Regions from separate parts of the Mus musculus genome. Here region 1 is linked to region 2. Evidence: chromatin contacts called from public promoter capture Hi-C data. All regions are on one chromosome and are shown on one strand. Each heading gives the region's core, a stretch centred on a gene start, on an enhancer-like site or on the middle of the called end of the contact. The rest is flanking DNA. Distances are from core to core; before and after follow the strand shown.

The links. Promoter capture Hi-C pulls out the DNA fragments that hold promoters and counts their contacts.
Region 1: a promoter capture Hi-C map of second pharyngeal arch cranial neural crest shows a contact between it and region 2. The contact joins the promoter of Frat2 here to the promoter of Hhex in region 2.

The regions. Positions count from the first base shown.
Region 1 is chr19:41,846,819-41,849,518 of GRCm38.p6, reverse strand. Frat2 (frequently rearranged in advanced T cell lymphomas 2) reads left to right here and starts at 1,387. Exons shown (of 1, transcript NM_177603.3): 1 at 1,387-2,700. The coding sequence starts at 1,608. The coding sequence ends at 2,303.
Region 2 is chr19:37,433,404-37,436,103 of GRCm38.p6, reverse strand. It overlaps Hhex (hematopoietically expressed homeobox), which reads right to left and starts at 1,263. Exons shown (of 4, transcript NM_008245.3): 1 at 871-1,263. The coding sequence starts at 1,234.

The sequences.
Region 1 (2,700 bases), core at 138-2,637, 4.4 Mb before region 2:
TACCGAGAAACCCTGTCTCGAAAAAAGAAAAAAAAAAAAAAAAAAAAAAGAAGTCTCAAAGGAAGCTAGCCAGGATGCTCCCAGCACTTGGGAGGCAGAGGCAGGCAGATCTTTGAGTTTGAGGCCAGCCTGGTCTACAGGGTGAGTTCCAGGACAGCAGGGCTACTCAGAGAAACCCAGTCTAAAAAAAAAAAAAAAAACCAACCAGGCAGTGGTGACGCATGCTTTTAATCCCAGCACTTGGGAGGCAGAAGCAGGTGGATTTCTGAGTTCGAGGCCAGCCTGGTCTACGGAGTGAGTTTCGGGACAGTCAGGGATACACAAAGAAACCCTGTCTCGAAAAACCAAAATAAATAGATAAATAACCATAACCAAAACCAAACCAAACCAAAAAAAAAATATATATATATATATAACAGGCAAACTGAAAAATGTCAATTTCACCTGTAACATGACTCATATACACAATAAGGTTTTCAATGACTAAATTCTAGTCGTTTCAATGAATGACGTATATCACATATTAATAAGAGTGTATTCACCCAGTTCTAGGTTTTCCATACATATTACAAAAAATAAAAGGGCCAAACTAAAAAAAACTCTTATCCTTTGACCTAAAACTCCACTCTTAGGAATGTACTCTGAAAAATGAATCATAAATTTGGAAAAGTTTTATGGGAAAGAGCATTAGTCACACACTTACTACAACGGCGAACTCAGAGAAACAGCAACCGTTGAAGGAATTTAAACAATTACAAGTACTTAATGGAAACTTACGTAATCGGTACAGTGTTTTCAAAGCGCGTGCAGTCACCGGAAAAAGCGTTTATAATTTAATGCGACTGCAATGCTTTTGTGTGTGGCTGTATAATGTACAAAGAGGAGGATGAAGGGGGGGGGGGGAAGCCTGTTAATCTCGTTTGAATCCTATGGTTACGAGAACATTTTCGTTTGAACTACAAAAAAAGTCAATTCGATGTAGCTCTGAGAAACCGGAGCAAGTCTGAGAAGCTCTGACCACAGGGTCGGCTTCCCAACCGTCGGGGTCGCCCCTCCCCGGGCCAGCGCAGGCGTTACCCACACGTGGGGCTGGAGCGGGCGCGGCAGAGGAGGGGCTGGGTGTGCTGGGGGTGTGTCCGCGAGTGGGAGCAGCCAATTGGCAGTCGCCGAGGGTGCCTCCTAGGACCGAGAGGTCCTAGGACCTGGGCTCGGCGAAGTCGGTGCCCCGTCCCCGGAATCGCTCGCAACCATATAAACTATCTCTGGGCAGACAGTGTGGGCAGTGGTCTCGCACGGTTTGCGCCGTCCCGCGCCCCTAAGTCTTCTAGCGAACGTCTCCCCCCACGGTCGCGCGCGGTGGTAGGAGCCGCGCGACGTCACCCATTGTTTACAAATCAACCCAAGCCGGCAGCGTTCCGGCTCCCGCGGCTCTAAGGCGCGCGGTACCTCTGCCCGGTGGTCCCGGCTTCCGCATCCCCAGGCTCGGCCCCCTCCTGGCCCGGCTTGGGCCTCCGCCGCGCTCCCGCCCCAGCCGCGGCTCGCCGAGCCCGCGGCCAACCGAGCTGCCAGCGACGCCCGCACAGCCGCGGGGGCCCGGGCGGGGGGCCATGCCTTGCCGGAGAGAGGAGGAGGAGGAAGCCGGCGACGAGGCAGAGGGGGAGGAGGACGACGACAGCTTCCTCCTGCTGCAGCAGTCGGTGACTCTGGGCGGCTCGACCGACGTGGATCGGCTCATCGTCCAGATCGGCGAGACGCTGCAGCTGGACACGGCGCACGATCGCCCGGCCTCGCCGTGTGCCGCCCCGGGTCCCCCACCCGCGCCTCCGCGGGTCCTGGCGGCGCTGTCGGCGGACAAGACCGGGACCCCAGCGAGGCGGCTGCTGCGGCCGACGGGGTCAGCAGAGACCGGGGACCCTGCGCCTCCGGGGGCCGTGCGCTGCGTGCTGGGGGAGCGCGGGCGTGTGCGGGGCCGATCGGCGCCCTACTGCGTTGCGGAGATCGCCCCGGGTGCCAGCGCGCTTCCCGGGCCGGGGCGGCGAGGGTGGCTCCCCGGCTCCGTGGCTTCTCACCGAATCCAGCAGCGGCGGTGGACAGCAGGCGGAGCGCGCGCGGCCGACGACGACCCGCACCGGCTCCTGCAGCAGCTCGTGCTCTCCGGAAACCTCATCAAGGAGGCGGTGCGCAGACTCCAGCGAGCGGTCGCCGCGGTTGCGGCCACGAGCCCCGCGAGCGCTCCGGGGTCCGGGGGTGGCCGAAGCGGACCGGACTCAGTCACTCTGCAGCCCTCGGGCGCCTGGCTCTGACAGGGGATCCCTGGAGGAGGAAGAGGACGCCGCTACGCTGATCCAACAGTGTCTTGCCCGGGACTGTGCGGAGCAGGAGCTGTCGTCCATCCCTCGGGCTACAGCCTCAAAGTTACCGGCCGCGAGAGGCTGTTAGAGAAAACGGACTCTACTGAGTAGCACCAGCAGCCGAGGACCTGGGATCTACCGGTTGAACTGTGGCAGCTACTTAATCCACTTGGACCTGACTTAGCCCTTATCGTGTGCTTGGATTGTTTATAGATGTGGCTCGCAGGGGCGGGAATCGGGAGGGCTTCTAACAATACTTGAAAAACCAATAGTAGATATGATCTCGTTATTTTCGGGTACAGAAGCTTTCTGAATATGGTGCTACAATTGCAGAGCAGAGCGGTTCTAG
Region 2 (2,700 bases), core at 14-2,513:
GTGGTGCGTCTGTCCGTCCGTCCGTCCCTATGTCCACAGACCTACACCTAAACATTTTGAAAGTTGGCATTGTTTTTTTTTCCCCCCGAGATTTTGCTTGCGTCAGGCTTCAGACTTGGTGCAAAACAGCCTCCAAAGATGGGGGTGGGGGGTGGCGGGAGAGGCAGAGAGGAAGCAACTGGTTATTTTAGCTGCCATAAAGTCACATCCCACACAGAGGAAATGAACAATATCAGAAAAACGGATCCTGGCTATCAGACGTCGAGTGTTTCCTGAATTTGTCTGTATTGAGGATGTCGATAAAATAATCAGCAGCGTGCACTACTCCGGGGGAAGGGTCTGCTTCATGCAGCCAGGAAAACACTTAACAGCTTCAGAAACCAGATTTACTCCTATCGAGAACTCAAGATTTCCTGTATGAACGGAAAGGGTCAGGCTCCTTCACTGCACAAGCTTGTTGAACCAAGCCCAGCCCAGGAACCGCCCGGGCAGGCAGCTCTCCCTGCCCTGCAGGGGCCAGGCTCAGGGCGCCCCGACGTCCTCTTCTCCGGGCCGCTCGCTAAGGGAGTCCCCCACCCACCCCGGGGCGACACGCGTGGCCAGGGCCGCCCTCCTCCACCTCCCCGGGAGCCCCAGGTCTCTCCCGACTACGCTTGCCCCGACGTCTGCAAGGTGCAGGAAAAGCAATCTGAGTCGCCGAGCTTCCCAGTACCGGGGCCCCGCATGCACCCGCGAGCCGCTCGCTCCGAGAGCTCGCCGCAACTTTTCCACTGCGCTTCCCGTCCGTCCGCCCCTGCCGCCTCCCGCGCGCTGCCACCCGCCGGGAGCGCCTTCCTCACGGACGCCCTCACTCGGCCCCGGCCGCCTTACCCAGGGGGTCGTGGCGGAGTAGGGCGTGCGTGTAGTCGTTCACCGTCCGCGGGAACGGGTACAGAGGGCCTCCGAAGCCACTGGGGCCGTAGGCGGCGGCCAGCGCGGCGGCCGGGTGGTGCGAGAAGGCGGGGTGGACCGGCGTGGGCTCGTACACCGGGGTCCGGTAGGAGGACACGAGGCTGGTGAAGGAGGAGTTGGGGGACGGCAGCGTGGGAGTGGGCGTGGGGGCGGCGGGCCCGCGACCCAAGATGTCGTCGATGTAGAAGGGCGTCGGGTGAGCGGGCTGCAGCAGCGGCGTGGGCGCATACAGCGGGACTCCCACGGCGGGCGCAGCCGCGGGCCCCGGGTGCGGGAACTGCATGGCCGCTCCGCAGCCCCTCGCAGAGAGCTGCCGGCCGGCGGCGCCGCGCTACATTTATTTGCGCTCTGCGCTCCAGGCGATAGGCTCGGGCAGCCGCGGGGTGGGGCCGCGCTCGGTCCCCTTCCTGCCGCCAGGCCCTGCGGCCAATGGCGCTGGCTTCAGATTCGCCTCCGCCCCCCACTAACCCCCGCGCCGATCCGCCCCCACCGGCCCAGCTCCCGCCCCCGAGACGCACGGGCTGTGGGGCTCCGGGGACCCTCCGCCAGGGTGTTCCTGCGCCGCAGGCGCCCCCAGAGGTTCCAGGCACCTAGCGAGCGACTGCGACCGTCGAAGAGGAGGTCACAAGACGTGCGCCGCGGGGCGCGGATCCTGACGGGATGGCGCCACTGCTGAAACTCGGGCAGCCTCTGGAACCTGGAGAAGCGATGGGACTCTGCGGGCCAGGAGGCCGCCGGCAGGATGGCACCTTCGGGCGGCCAGAAGGCTGCGCTTCTTGGGGTAACGGTGGCACTGTCTAGAACGGGGGACCTCCGCAGCTCGGCGCTCCAAGGAGAAGACCCAAGCCGTTGGCTGCGTCCTAGTCCCAGACGGGTACTGACAGCGAGGCTGCAGGTGTTCCAGACCTATTTGAGGACCCCCTAGCTCGGCCACCTCCCTGGATGCTAACGGAATCTGCTCCAGACCGGTATCAAGATAGAACCTTAATCGTATGGCGCAGGACAGAGGCTATGCAGTGTTCTTCGATCCAATGGGGGTGGGAGGTGCTCCTGGACCTCTGTCCCCAGGCCCTGAAGGACACAGCTGCGCTTAGCCGGCCTCTGAGGTTTTACACGTGTTTTCTATTCAAAGCCGTGGTGCGCTGCTCAGTGTGGCCTCAGCTCTGTGCGGCTTCACTCGCCTCTGGGGCAAAGGGGCATTTTCTTGATTGACGCCCTCCTGGGGTGACCACACCTTGAGTTGGGCAGTTTCTGCTAAGGACTTCTATTAGTAGAAAAACTCCCTGGCTTTTTTTTTTCAACTGAGATATTTAGTTTTATCCTTTGGAATTAATCTTCAGCTGCAGTGGGACTGAAGGCGAAATAGCCAGAGGACCTGGGTCCGAGTTTCACTTCACACCTTATTTTCTTGAGCAACTACTGTGTGTCATTAGCAAACGAGAGAGGCAGTCTCTGCCCTGGTGGAAGCAGGAAACGAACACAGTCACATCTACTAGGGAGAAATCGTGTGTAAGGGTCGAAACCTTAAGGAGCTCCAGCCCCTCCTTTCGGGTAAAGGAGAGAGTCACTTTGAAAAAGGAAAAGTCTTCCCAAAGGAAATAATGTTTGAAAGATAGGTAGGTGTCAAGGAGCCTAGGGTGTGAGTGACTCCAAGTCAGAAGAGCACTTGAGTTGAGTCTGTCAGTTTATTGCCCTGGGCTTTTCTCACCTGTCCCGTTTGGGACTTGACATAAAGGTTCCTAACTGCTT